2 separate regions of the Mus musculus genome follow, and region 2 is linked to region 1. The links are chromatin contacts, called in public Hi-C maps. All regions are on one chromosome and are shown on one strand. Each heading gives the region's core, a stretch centred on a gene start, on an enhancer-like site or on the middle of the called end of the contact. The rest is flanking DNA. Distances are from core to core; before and after follow the strand shown. Region 1 overlaps Ostn (osteocrin). Region 2 overlaps Ccdc50 (coiled-coil domain containing 50).

Region 1 (6,816 bases), core at 3,583-6,082:
AACAAGTAAGTGTTTTGGATTAATAATCAATTCTAACAGATAGGAATACCAGTTATTACTGGAATTTTATCAGAAAATAATGAGCTGCCAATAACAGAATTGTAGAGGGTGCCAGAAATAGGAAGTCAAAGATTTAATAAATGGTCATGTCCGAGTTCCCGGTTTCAAACACATTTTAGATCAGACCTTGGTACAGTCAGAGGGTAGAATAGTTGTGAAGTTTGGACAGAGGGAAGTTAATTATTTTGTTTTCTCCACAAGGACATCCTCTGTTTATTTGTTTAAACAGGAAGTCATCAACTACAGCAAAGCAAGAAAACTTTTATTTACAGTTATTTTACCTTAGTTTTAGAAAACAAATAACCAATAAATGTTCCATTGTAATTTATATACTCTGTAATAATATACATTTATTTTAAAAAACCAAATATGCATTATTTTCGCAGCATGTGAACCTAAAGTGGCTTTGGGAACAGAAAACCATCTAAGTCTCAGCTGCCAGTTTCTTTCCCTGTTTAAACCTGGGAGGATTTGATTCTTTTCTTCCTTTTTTCTTGTCACCATGAGCATTTTCTTCTGTCCAATATTTGCTTCTGCCTACCCACATCCTAGAGTTCTAATTATGGATAGCCAGTGAAGGAATCAATTTAAAGAAAGGTGTGATCACATCAATTTAACACCATGTATACATTAACCCGATAGCATGTAGACAGAAACCCTAAATCATATACAGAAATGTATCTATTCTTGGTGATACCATACTAAATCACAGGCAATTATCTCATAATTTTGTTCATCATAGGCAGTCCATCAATTCAGGGTAGTTTTCACAGGCTTGTCCTCTGTTAGGTGGGGAGTGGCTGATTTCTGGCCAATGGGTAGTATATGAAGTCCCCTTTGTCCCTGCACTCTAATTATTTTTCTGTTTTGCACATATTTCTTTTTTCTTTTAATGGATATTTTATTTATTTACATTTCAAATGCTATCCACTTTCCCAGTTTTCACTCTGGAAATCCTCTATCCCATTCCCCCTCCCCGTGCTACTATGAGGAAGTCTCTTTCTTCTGTCCATGGATCAAGTTGTAGAAATCATACCATGTATGCCTTGTAGGCTACCCTGTTTTCTGCCATAGTGATGGTGGACAGAACCCCTGAAACTGAATGCCAGCCCAAATTAAACGCTTTCCTTCATGAGAGTTGATGTGGTCAAGGTGTCTCTTCAAAGCATTAAAACCCTAAGACAGGAGTCATTGAAAACATTGTGAATCAAACCTTTGTTTTCAGTTCTGAGATACTGAACACTGAATTATCATAGAAGGGAATGCATTTGACTTCACAGAAGTAGTGATAGCTTAAAGGAGAGTGTGCCCCATGTTCTCAAATGGTGTTTTGGTTGCCAGTCGATTGATGATGCTGTTTGGGTAGTTTTAAGAAGTATGGCTTTGCTGAGGCTGGGCTTTGAGGTTCAAAGCCTCCCATCGTTCATAGCCCATTCTCACTGCTTGCTGCTTGAGGTTTCGCTTGTAAACTCTCAGCTTGCTGCTCCAGTTGACATTCCTGCTCACTGCCACACCTCCCTGCTGTGTGGTAATAAACTCTTATCCCTAATCCCCAGTAAACCCTTCCTTCTACAAGTTGCCTTGGATGTGGTGTATTATCACAGCAACAGAGAAGTAACTAAGACCAAAGTCACTGTATCCGGACAGTTCATTTCCTCAACCAATTCTTGACAAAAATATTGAGGCAGACATAGATGATGATCTACAAAGCATTAGTCCTAGATCTCTACGAGAAGGCATGAGAGACAGGCTTCCACTACTTCAGTTTTAACATCTATACCTTTTTCTTTCTCCAGCCATTATCCTTGCTGAAATATAAGTGGATCTTGATTAGATTCATTTAGAGGCATAAGAGCAGTAAGAGAATGAAACCTGCAGAGGGAGCAGGATTTATCAACTAGATCATTGACAGTTTAATATGCTGATAAGATGTGGGTTTTTATGCAAGCTAACTGATTTGAATCAGCTTGTCCAGTTTTGACACATAGGCAGAGATGAGAATGGCAAATGTAAATAATATGCATCATGGTTTGTTCCTACTTCTGAAGAGAGCCCAAGTTCTGCATTAAAGCAAAAACAAGAGCAATGGTTCATACCTTGGACATTGGTTTAAAATGTTCTTTATGCTTTGTTACAGGAAAGCAGTAGATCATTCAAAAAAGCGGTTTGGTATTCCCATGGATCGGATTGGTAGAAACCGGCTCTCCAGTTCCAGAGGCTGATGGATTCTTATTGTGAGTACAGTCTGAACAAGCATCCTATGGGCCATTGCCAGAAACCATTTCACACTAGATGAACAGACTCATCTTTAAGTGCAAATGTTCCTTTTGGGATGTGTTTAACTGATATATACCACATTGACAAACATTTCTCTAGTCAATTAATACATTCACATTAAATAATTTAGGGGGCTTTTAGAAAGGAAACACACATCCTACCAAGAGTGCCTAAACTTTTGGGATTGCAACATGACATTTTTACCTATCTGCAAAGCTCACGCTCAACATACAATCAAGTTTTTAAAATTCACACAGACACACACACACAAACACACACAGTCTTATAATAGTTGAAGCAAGTTTACAGTTTGTATTGGGTTGCATTCATAGTTAACCTGAGGAATATGAAAATCAAAGGCTGCAGCATGGGAACACGTGAGGAACACCTAGATTTTATCTTTCAAATAGAAAAGTCACTTATCCCAATGCTTTATAAGATAAATTTAGCTATTTTCATACAATCATGTGCAATTATCTGTTAATATGCAAGTATGGGTTAAGATTCTAATTAACACATGACCTAGCAAACTTTAATTGTCAACTTGACATAGTACATAACTATTATGAGAGGAAAACCTGACTGGGAAATCGTGGATTAGATTGACCTGTGGGCATGTGCGTGGGTGACTGTCTTGCCTGCTAAATGATGTATGAGGTCCAAGTCTACTGTGAGCAACAACATCCCTCAGGGCTTGGACTTTGTAAGAAAATTAGCTAAGTACGAGCATGGACACAAGCCAGACAGTGTGCCAACAAACAGTGTGTCTTGGTTTCAACCTCCAGCTTCCTGTCTTGAGTTCCTGCCCTGCCTTCCCTCAGTGATAGCCTGTGAGCTGAAAATTATAAGCCAAGTTTCCTCCCCAAGTATCCTTTGGTCAGAGAGCTATAGGAAGACAGTAGAAGAGCACAATAAAGCACTTTTTATTTCATTAAAATATATCATAAAAACGGTAAATTGTTTGTTGACTTTGAAATCTAAACACTATGCTTTCTTCCAGTAAAGCACGTGAAAGTTCCATCCTTCCCTGACCTGCCCCTCCCCCTGCACCAACCTCCCCAGATAATTCCAGCAACCTGCAACCTCTCTAACCATCCACATGTGAAGACATAGGAACTGTGTTTTCTGATGTTTTTCATGACATTGACCTAATCCTTTCATACATTCAATTAAAATGTTTTTTCTTTCCCCTCAAATATTCAAAAGTTATTATGAGGATCAATACTTTATGATATGACTTAACTAAGAGAATTACAGATGCCTATGAGCCTGTTCATGTTGATATTCTGCAAGCACTAAGCACCTAGTACCTTAAAAATAGGAGTATGCACTGATTACAAAGAGGAATACTGTCTCTTGAATAGCACTACCTTCAAAACTTGCATGGAGCTGCTTCTCTCATATCTAGAAATAAACTAAATGTGATCACTCCTTGGGTCTGCTAACAACTGCTGCACTTATATTTGAACAGGAATTAGCTATAAAAAGCCAAGTACTTCCTGGAATCAAGGGCACATCTTCCAATTTCCTGATACATTTACATAACCCTGAGATTGATAGAAGTCTGACTGATTTTTGCATATTCCACTCTGCATTGCCATATCACATACTTTTGTAGTTCTGAATTCCCCCAAACTGTACATGATAGCAAACTTAGGAAACTCATTTTCATATGAACATTGACACACTAGACCTCTAGATAGAAAGAAGATATTTCAGCTGCTATCATGTCCAGATTCGTGGTACTGATGTCCAAGTTTATGCATTAGTGTACACTTAACAAGCTGCAATGTCTTCATAAGTATGGATCTTCCCAGTCAAACCTGGAGACAATGGTATCAGAAGAGAAGCCTTAGGAGAAGACATCACATTTCTCGTTTCCATTAATCACCGTGGGTTCACCTGCTCAGTCCTTATGTTTTCTCATGTGACATTTGAATGGATAACAAAACTTATAAAATTCACCTAAATTTCTCTTATTTCTGATATGGTTTTCCTACTGCTGCCATAGCCCTTTGAATTAAATGGTGGGTGCAATTTGCACAGCATGGCATTTACAAGATACAGATTTCAGCATTGTTAAATGATGTTCACACAGTCAGACAAATAATTGCTGACTTGAGGACGTGTAGTCTTGTTTAACTCTAACAATTTGCAAATTTTTTGCTGGATATTGGTGTAATTGACATTTTATAGACCATGTTCACATCAAGATGGGTGTTCTGCCCTCTGGGTCAATGTTCTCAGTGTGGTCCATCAAGTTTTCTTGGTTCCTGGCTATTGATGTTGTTTGTCAGCATCACTGGTCATTTTTGTCATTCAGCTGGCGAATGCGATCATGCTGGGCTGGTGTAATGCTGCTTGCCTTTAGCTCTAACTTGTCATGGTGGCAAGTCACAGAGAAAGTATGCTCAAACTCTGTTTCACTTGGGTTGAGCCAAAGTGCTTTCCAGTGCAGGGGTGTTGGCTATGGGTTTTTACCTTCTTGGTTTCACTTTGAGTCTCCCAATGAAAGTGAAACTGCTCTCTAGTCTTGGGTTAAGATCAAGGCTACATACTGCTGCTAGGAACTAACAAATTTCCAGGGGAAATACCAATTTCTTCTCTGTTGTATTTTTGAAAGGAATATAGTCTGATGTTTATATGTTTTATTCCTACAAGAAGTACATTAGACTAAAGTTTAAAGATTGTAGAGGCATTGGTGTAAGCAACTCACATTCAATAGATATTCAAAGTACACTATTTCAAAGTTTGTCTAGGTGGAGTTAGAAACATCAGGACTGATGTCAGGATTACCTTCTTAATGACATTAGAAGCAGAGCCCTTGATGCGGCAGTCACTTGCTAGCTCCTTAATTATGACTTTCCTTGATTATGTGAAGCACATATCCACATATCATTGTTTTAAGTTGTCGATTTTATCTTAGCATGATGTTGATGCCATTGTTCAGATAAATTAACAAAACTCTGAAACACAGCAGGAATCGCACAAATTCTAGTTTTCAGAAGCGAAGTATAGTTATCAATGTGTGTCTAAAAATTAACCACGTGTTAGTCAATCTTTCCTTGTCTGCCTTTTGCATTTTCATGACAACATCCTTTGAACTAATATATAAAACTAAAAGTAACTGGATACTCTTGAGATCTGAAAAACTGACAAATAGAATTGTCACTAAAAACTTGAGCCTAGGCTCTTAGGTTTATACATCACACGTGCTCTTTAAACTCACTGGTATTTGAAATTAATTTACATTATGGAATAAAATATGCTGTGTAATTAAAGGCTGCCATGAAATACCATGTGGTGAAAGGATTGCATCTCTGTGAAAGTTGTGGGTTTTCCTCTGCTCTACAGAGTGCAAGAACACTTCTAACAACTTCACCTTTCACTTTTACAGGTGCGACTTACTTGTGTGAGATGGCACAGAACTATAGAAGACACTTCAGTGAAGTTCACTACCCCTTTTGTCAAGGAATTGGCCTTTCGCAAACCTTCCCAAAGCTTGATCCTCCCCAGACCATCACGTCATAGTGTTGCTGTGGTTTTAGTTGAGTTGTGCAGATCATTTCAGTGCATGGATATCTCTGAAAGTATTTTTCAATGATTCCCAAATTGTAACGTGGCCCCTGAACCTACTTTTTTTAAACAGCAGACCAATATAATGCATTCTCTTGCCATTAATATTTTCACATTTCAGTTAATCAATGTGCTTTCTAGAAACCTAGTGTTTGAAGATCTGATGATCTAAAGAAATCAGAAATGAGCACATGGTGATTTATATAGGTTTCTTTAGTTTTTCTGAGGTTTGTCGAATTGTTGTAAACTTCAACTTCAAGCTTAGAAAAAAGACATTACATGAGTGTTTGCTTCAACTGTGTCAGAAGGCAAATAAATTTTGAGAAACCTGAGCAATTGTGTTCTTTAGGAACTAATAAAGGATAGTATAATTGGCCCATATGTAATATTCTGACAAACTCTGAATGTAAAAGACTCATTTGAAAAGAAGTTACTGCCTGGCTTGTTTACTTCTACCAGCCTAGGGGTGAATTGTTCAAATGTTTCCTATGTTAGCAGCTTTTCTTCTTCTTTTTTTTTCTTTCTATTTTACTTTTTTTCTTCATTCAATGTTTATAAGCTAAAAATCCAACCAAATAGTGCTTTGTGCTTTAAAAGGGGGTATTAAAATCAACATTAATCTACAATCTCTCATATAAATTTTTAATTTAATTCAAAAATAAGCTATGAGAGCAAGGAATACAGATCAACAGCACAGTGCCTGCCTAGCATGAAAGAGACAAATTTTCTGTATAATTGGTATCGTGGCTCATGCCTGCCATCCCAGCCGTTGGTAAGAGCAGGATGATCAAGAACCCAAGACCTCCCTAAGCTAAGTAGAAGATTTGAAGCCAAGCTTGGCAACATGAGTCCTCTGTTTCAAAGGGAGAAAAGAAACAAGGAAAGAAAGGAAGGATGGAAGGA
Region 2 (6,360 bases), core at 613-3,112, 86 kb after region 1:
TCACTTCAGGTGGGTAGGATACCCTATTAGGGAGGCCTGTCCCGATTAGGCTTGAAAGTTTCTAAGAAATGAATATTGCAAATGCCAGCAATTTGCAGGGATGTGAGTGAACTGTCATCACCTATGTAGTTGAGCCTGAGAGAGCTATTACTTTAATTGTGACTTCTGTTAATGAATTGCATTTATTCTTTCTAAACTTATAGTAGTTATAATCTTATAATTCTGTCCGCTTAGTAATACTATTTATTCATTTGAATACATCTTTGTTAGAATTTTAAGTGAAATATTGTCAGTTAATTTTTTTGCGAATAGAAGAACCCACCTGTGGGAAATGTTACTTGCTTTGAAAGCTGAGTGTATACACCTGTGCCGTTTCATTAGGTGGAATCCCAGACGTAACCTGTCATCCTCAGAGAGGCTTTAGGCTGCTCACTAACCTCTCTCTCCTGTAGGAGTGTGGTAAAACAATTGTCCTGCACAGACTTTACCCAGGGCCAAGTGCCCTACTCAAATAGGTCTTTCTAAGCATGCTCATGCAGATCATAATTCAGAGAATTGTATTTACCCAATTGCATATGCCCTATTCTTGAGACTATCCCAAACCAGTGAGAAATGTGTTGTAGATCAGGACAGACCAGTGCAGGATTCAGTACCATTAGAGGTGATTTGTGGTGATCTGTGTAGTCAGGTCCTTGAAAGTGTGAGTTTAAAAGGACAAGCTTTCTCTTTGTTTTTATGATAAGATGCACACACACAAGTCTACATTTTAAATTTACCACAATGTTAAGTAGACTGTCTACAAAAATAGATTTTATAAGATAAACCAAATTCTCTAATTTATTTTTATTTTCATTTAATAATATGTATTAATAGCTTTGGAAACAAATTATTGAGTTATTTTTGCTATCTATTATTTTAATATGTGCTTATATTGATGGCATAATACATGGAGCCAGTGATTCTATGTTTCGCGAAGATAAGAACCCATTACAAAGGCTTAAAATATATGCCCAAGGGAAGGGCTCACTCATCCTACACAAGTTAGAATATATGGTATTAGAGACAGTGTCTTTTTTTTTTTTTTTTTTTTTTTTTTTTTGGTTTTTCGAGACAGGGTTTCTCTGTATAGCCCTGGAACTCACTTTGTAGACCAGGTTGGCCTCAAACTCAGAAATCCACCTGCCTCTGCCTCCCGAGTGCTGGGATTAAAGGTGTGTGCCACCACGCCCGGCTGAGACAGTGTCTTAATATACAAGCACTCAGAAGTGATTCTCATAGGTGCAGGAGGCTCTGACCAGTAGTTCAAAGAGAGAGTCCTTTAGAATAAATTAGGTGTCCACCTGGTGTACATTTACTGATGGTTATACTAGATACCTGATCTATGGGTCCCATTAAAAGGTTTTGTTCTTGCTGAGGGCAATATTGTCATCCTATTGACTAACTGTAACTCATAAAAGCGTGCAAAGGAAAGTATCCACAATTTCACAATTTTGAAAAGACATTAACTTTTAACTTTTTTTTAGCTTATTTGAAATATATAGAATGGTGTATGCTCCTATAACATTGCAAAATAACAAAGCATGATTGGCAGCCCTTTTCTCTAGAGGACTGAATTCTAAGGTCATTGCATTTTCTGATACTTCCTCTATATTTTGTTTTCCCTACAATTTTGTAATGTCATTAGCAGATGGGTCAAAGCTGTGGGAAAGATCTAGAGCTTTTTTTTTTTTTTTTTTTTTGGTATCAGACAGAGGGTGAGCAGGACCATTTTTGACAGGTTTTCACCACACTGGTAGATGGCCCTGACTGCTCTGCAGGAAGTGTATAGGCTGGATGCACGCAGAGGAAGCTGTTGTGTTTGTTTACTTAGCCATATTAAAACTCTGATTCTGGAACCTTCTTTTCTGTGCATTCTCATTCTCAGTGGCTCTGTTTCTCTTTTCAGTTCCTGTTTTGATGACTTACTTTGGTTCTTCGTTCTTTCTGATGTTGAAAAACTATATGAGAAACATTTCTACCATGTAGATTTTGGAAAATAACTTTGTTAAAATGTTTCAATTTTGCATACTACTATTTGATGCGCAGGAAACATTTATTTCAAATGTGCCCCATGGTGCAATCTACACACTGGAGGCATTGTCCTCAGTATTAAATGTTAAGGGAGAGTGTCTTTTTCCTAATATTTTTGTCTTTTCAGAAAACAGCACCAGTTACCTCATTGAATTGAGTTTTTTCTAGGAATGAAACCAAGAGGAATAAAAGAAGCTGTCTCTACTCCAGCACGAGCAAGCCACAGGGACCAGGAGTGGTATGATGCTGAAATTGCCAGGAAATTGCAAGAAGAAGAACTTTTGGTGAGTACATTTAAGGTAAAAGTTCAAACAAAGGGCTGTACAAGCTGAAGCATAATTCAGTTTTATAATAAACACGATAGAGTTCTGCTGTTGGCATTACGGATCCCACAGTGGAACTCTATAACTTGAGTCTTTTCTGGGGGTGGGGAGAATCAAGCCAGTGGCAGTGCAGCAGAATATACTCCCCATTACCCATGATTAAGTTTTATAGTTTTGGTTATCTGATATTGAAAATAAATACTTTGAGTGCATTATTCAATGTGGCATCTTCCATTACTGGAATTATTGATATTTTCCTGTGACTGATTTGTAAATTAAACCATTTTGAGTTTGTTTGCATTGGGAAAGTAGTCTTCACAGGGTTTGGCATTATCTGCAGTTTCAGGAAGCAGCTTCACTTAGCCTACAGGGATATAGCTTAGTGCATAAGGAACCCTTCTACATCTGCTTGTGTGGATTGATAAGGCATTAGCAGCAAAACTCCATATTCTGATGTCTGCATTAATACATTTTGGTGGTTCTCTAAAAATATTCTGTTGAGTAGGTTGCAAAGTGTTTCTGTTCTGACTGGTGAAAGTATATCCACTGGCCAACAACTTCAGGGATTCAACTACAATTCCAGTTGATTTTCTATAAGACATTTTAAATGGATAGCACATCTTCCAGTTGTTTGTTGTTTTTGATTCGCAGGCTACTCATGTGGACATGAGAGCAGCTCAGGTTGCCCAGGATGAGGTCAGTTCCCATCAATAAGGTTTCCCTACATTGTGAGAAACAACTTCAAATCTGGAATTAATGCCATTGCCTGTGTCTCGCTTAGGAAATTGCTCGACTTCTAATGGCTGAAGAAAAAAAAGCTTACAAGAAAGCCAAAGAGCGAGAAAAGTCATCTTTGGACAAAAGGAAACATGACCCTGAATGCAAGGTAATGTGGGGCCTTTTTTTTGTTTTGCTTTATTTTTAAATCAGCAATAAAATGAGAAGTGAAAACAGGGTTCTGTTTTCAGGATAAGCTCTGGAAATCTATTTCGGTATGTAAAAATACATGCATTGCATGCGTGACTAATGTGTCTTGGTTGTTTCACAATGAAACATGTCATTGAATTTATACTGCTAAGTTTGCAAAGCACTTTTTAATCATTTTCAGACTGACTCAGGTTCAGAGATCTGATTTTGTCGAATTACATCGCAGATTCACTGTGTTCCTTCAGATCCACCCCAGTGGCCTGTACTTGCTCTGTGCTCTCAGTGTGCCTGCATTGTCCTTTTCACCTCCAGACACCTTTCTCTTGTTTTCATAGATGGTGACTGACAAGTAAATGCATGTCCCTAGCACCAACTGCTTATGTCCTAGTACAACAATGCTTGTGCAAGACCTGCAACTATTATCCTTTCCCTTGTTAATCAGACATTGTTGCACATTATTTTTCTCCTGTCAATTAATCTAATTGTTGTGTCCACTGGTAGCAAGTTAAATTTGACAATCAGTATTTGTGTGAAAAGGTCTCTTTTCCTGACCGTGAGAGGAAGACAACCAGTTATGTTGGTGCACAATGATAGGATGTACTCAAGAGCCAGAGAGAGGCAGGGGTCACTAGAATAAGAGAAATGATGGGCGGCAAACAAAAATGCAAAGCCAAGTAGTGTGGAAGAACATATACAGAGGAAGAGGATTCAGGTAGTAAGGCTCTGGGAAGCAGAGTTTGTACTAGCTTGGGAACATGGAGCCTAGAGTATGGACACATGACATGTCTCATCTCTGTGCTGTTGTCTGCATATTCCTTATCTCGGTGTCTGGTTCTGCCTCATAGTGTCAGTAATTATTGTGAGGCAAAAATACCTCAAAACTATGCTGATAATGTCACTTAGCCCTTTTTCTTTACTTGTTGCTAAGCATCGGTCTTAAAACAAATGGAAATAATATTTGCATTTTAATTATATTTCTTCAGTCCACTCATCTTTACGATTCAGGATGTGTCCTAACATGTTTCATTTTGGTTAAGCATTCTCAAATGTTCTGTTACATACAAGAAGTCACGGATGCTTAGATTCTTTAACCAAGAAAAGACATTTTCCTTTTTATGAATTATAAATCAAAGGACAGGGCCATCTTGGTAGCAAGTATCCCCCTTTTGCAATTTTTAGATTCTGTAACTGCTACTGGTATAAATCTTTTCTTAGAAATTTTACTTGAAATATGTTTTAATGGCTGGCTGGTAAACCTTTGCCCTAAGTTGGATACACAGAGAAGAGCTTAAGAGCTCAAATCCATATTTCATCCACATTGTTTTCTAGTTCTGGTCAGCTGTGCAGCACCTTTGTTACTTACTGTGTCTGCACATGACTGTGAGGTTCACAGTGTGTGTGTGTGTGTGTGTGTGTGTGTTTGAATGTATGTGCATTTGAGCACATATGTGCTTGTGCATGCATCTGTGTGTTTGTGTGACCCACTCATTGGATTAGCCAGCAGACCAGTTTGTACCAGACCATTGTGTCTCAATTTTTGACTTGAATAATTGTATATAGAAATATTTTATTCAGCTAAATGTATCCAGAAATCCTTAAAGGAAAGTTTTATAAGCTTGTCTTTCCTTTTGTTTGGTGTTTGTTTTTCTGTCCACAGTTAAAAGCAAAGTCAGCCCACTCAAAGTCAAAAGAGGGTGATGAAGCACACCGCTCCAAGATTGACAGGCCATCAAGGTAAGATGACTCCTGAAACGGAGAATGAGGAAGTTAGCTTTGGGTTAGTGAGGACCTGTCGGTTGTCTGAGAAGACTGTCCTTCCAGTGGTGAGCCAAAAATCTGCAATTGTTAGTTTCAAATGTCAAAGGGTTATTTTCAAACCCTAATCAGAATCTTACATTGGCAATAATCAGGTAAGGAATATTTATAATAGACACTGGGATATAAAAGGAGAGATTTCTGTGTTAAGTCTGCTTCTTGGCATTTAAGGAGTTGTACCCTCAGCTAGAAAGAGATGGAATTAACTAATTTCTACATTAAAATCTCAGATTTTAAATGTTTACTGAGGCTGAGAACATAGCTTACTAGATAAGAGCATTTAGGTGCACACCTGTGTTTGTCTTTCTGTGGTTGTGTGTGTATACAATTAATTGCTTTGTTGCAGATTCAGTCTCAGTGTAGCAAGTAGCTGACTGTGCTCAGTGTTCTTCCTGACTTACAGTCACGTGTTGAGGGACTGCTGTCTTTTCACCATTACTAGTCAACAGTTGAGTCTGGAAAAGAAAGTTCTATTTTCTTTATTATTTATATTGTCTTCCCAGAATGTTTGATCAAAATATGAAGAGAAGGCTTAAACACAGAAGGATGGCATGGATAAAACAGGGGAGGAGAATAGGGGGAGTTCTATCCATGGGAATAATCTATAGTTAAATAGGAACAAGAAACTTTGGTATTTAGCAAGAGGCAGACTATAACTAAGTTATGATTTGTACATTTCAAGCCCCTAGATGAAAGTGTGTTGAAAGCTTTCACTATAAAGAATGAATTGGAACTGGAGAGATGGCTCACAGAGGACCTGGCTTCAGTTGCTCATCATCTGTGGGGTCGCTCACTATGATCTTTAACTTCAGTTCAAGGGGACCTGTTGCTCTGGTCTAGCTTCTGACGGCTCCAAGTATGCAAGTGGTTCACACATGAACTTGTAGGCAAATACTCATACACATAGAAACATTAATTACACCTAGGTCCCAGAGACAAAGCCACCAACCAAAGAGCATACATGGATGGGCTGGTCTGTGGCACATATGTAGCAGAGGACCTCCTTGTCTGACCTCAGTGGGAAAGGATACACCTAATCCTGTAGAGACTTGATGTTCCAGGGGAGAGGGATGCAAGGGGGTGGAGGGTAGAAGAGGGTGGGTATGTGGGGGAGCACCCTCTCAGAGGCAAGGGGGAGGCTAGATAGGAGGAAGAACTCTTGGAGGGGAGCAGGGAATGGGGGCAACCTTTAGAATGTAAATAAGTAAAGTAATTAAAAAAAAAA

Evidence for each region. Hi-C and Micro-C count contacts between places; a contact is called where the count stands out from the background.
Region 2: a contact with region 1 is called in a Hi-C map of B cells, with 1.8 times the contacts expected there. The contact joins two enhancer-like sites. A contact is called at or near these places in 8 of 484 Hi-C or Micro-C datasets (the AML12 cell line, B cells, CD4 T cells and 5 more) and 2 of 115 datasets of contacts at active chromatin or transcription factors (CD8 T cells and fibro-adipogenic progenitors).

Annotation. Positions count from the first base shown.
Region 1 is chr16:27,344,674-27,351,489 of GRCm38.p6, forward strand. It overlaps Ostn (osteocrin), which reads left to right. Exons shown (of 5, transcript NM_198112.2): 4 at 2,198-2,294; 5 at 5,735-6,536. The coding sequence ends at 2,282. Among named protein-coding and RNA genes, the nearest start is that of Gm32312, 21 kb to the left of the region's middle. Within about 2 kb of position 4,833, at least 45 of the 459 cell types and tissues checked have an H3K27ac peak or open chromatin away from gene starts, as enhancers often do. A contact at or near this core is called in B cells, where this site is marked.
Region 2 is chr16:27,433,324-27,439,683 of GRCm38.p6, forward strand. It overlaps Ccdc50 (coiled-coil domain containing 50), which reads left to right. Exons shown (of 11, transcript NM_026202.4): 6 at 2,239-2,354; 7 at 3,045-3,089; 8 at 3,175-3,279; 9 at 4,978-5,054. Among named protein-coding and RNA genes, the nearest start is that of Gm32356, 31 kb to the right of the region's middle. Within about 2 kb of position 1,863, at least 6 of the 459 cell types and tissues checked have an H3K27ac peak or open chromatin away from gene starts, as enhancers often do. A contact at or near this core is called in B cells, where this site is marked.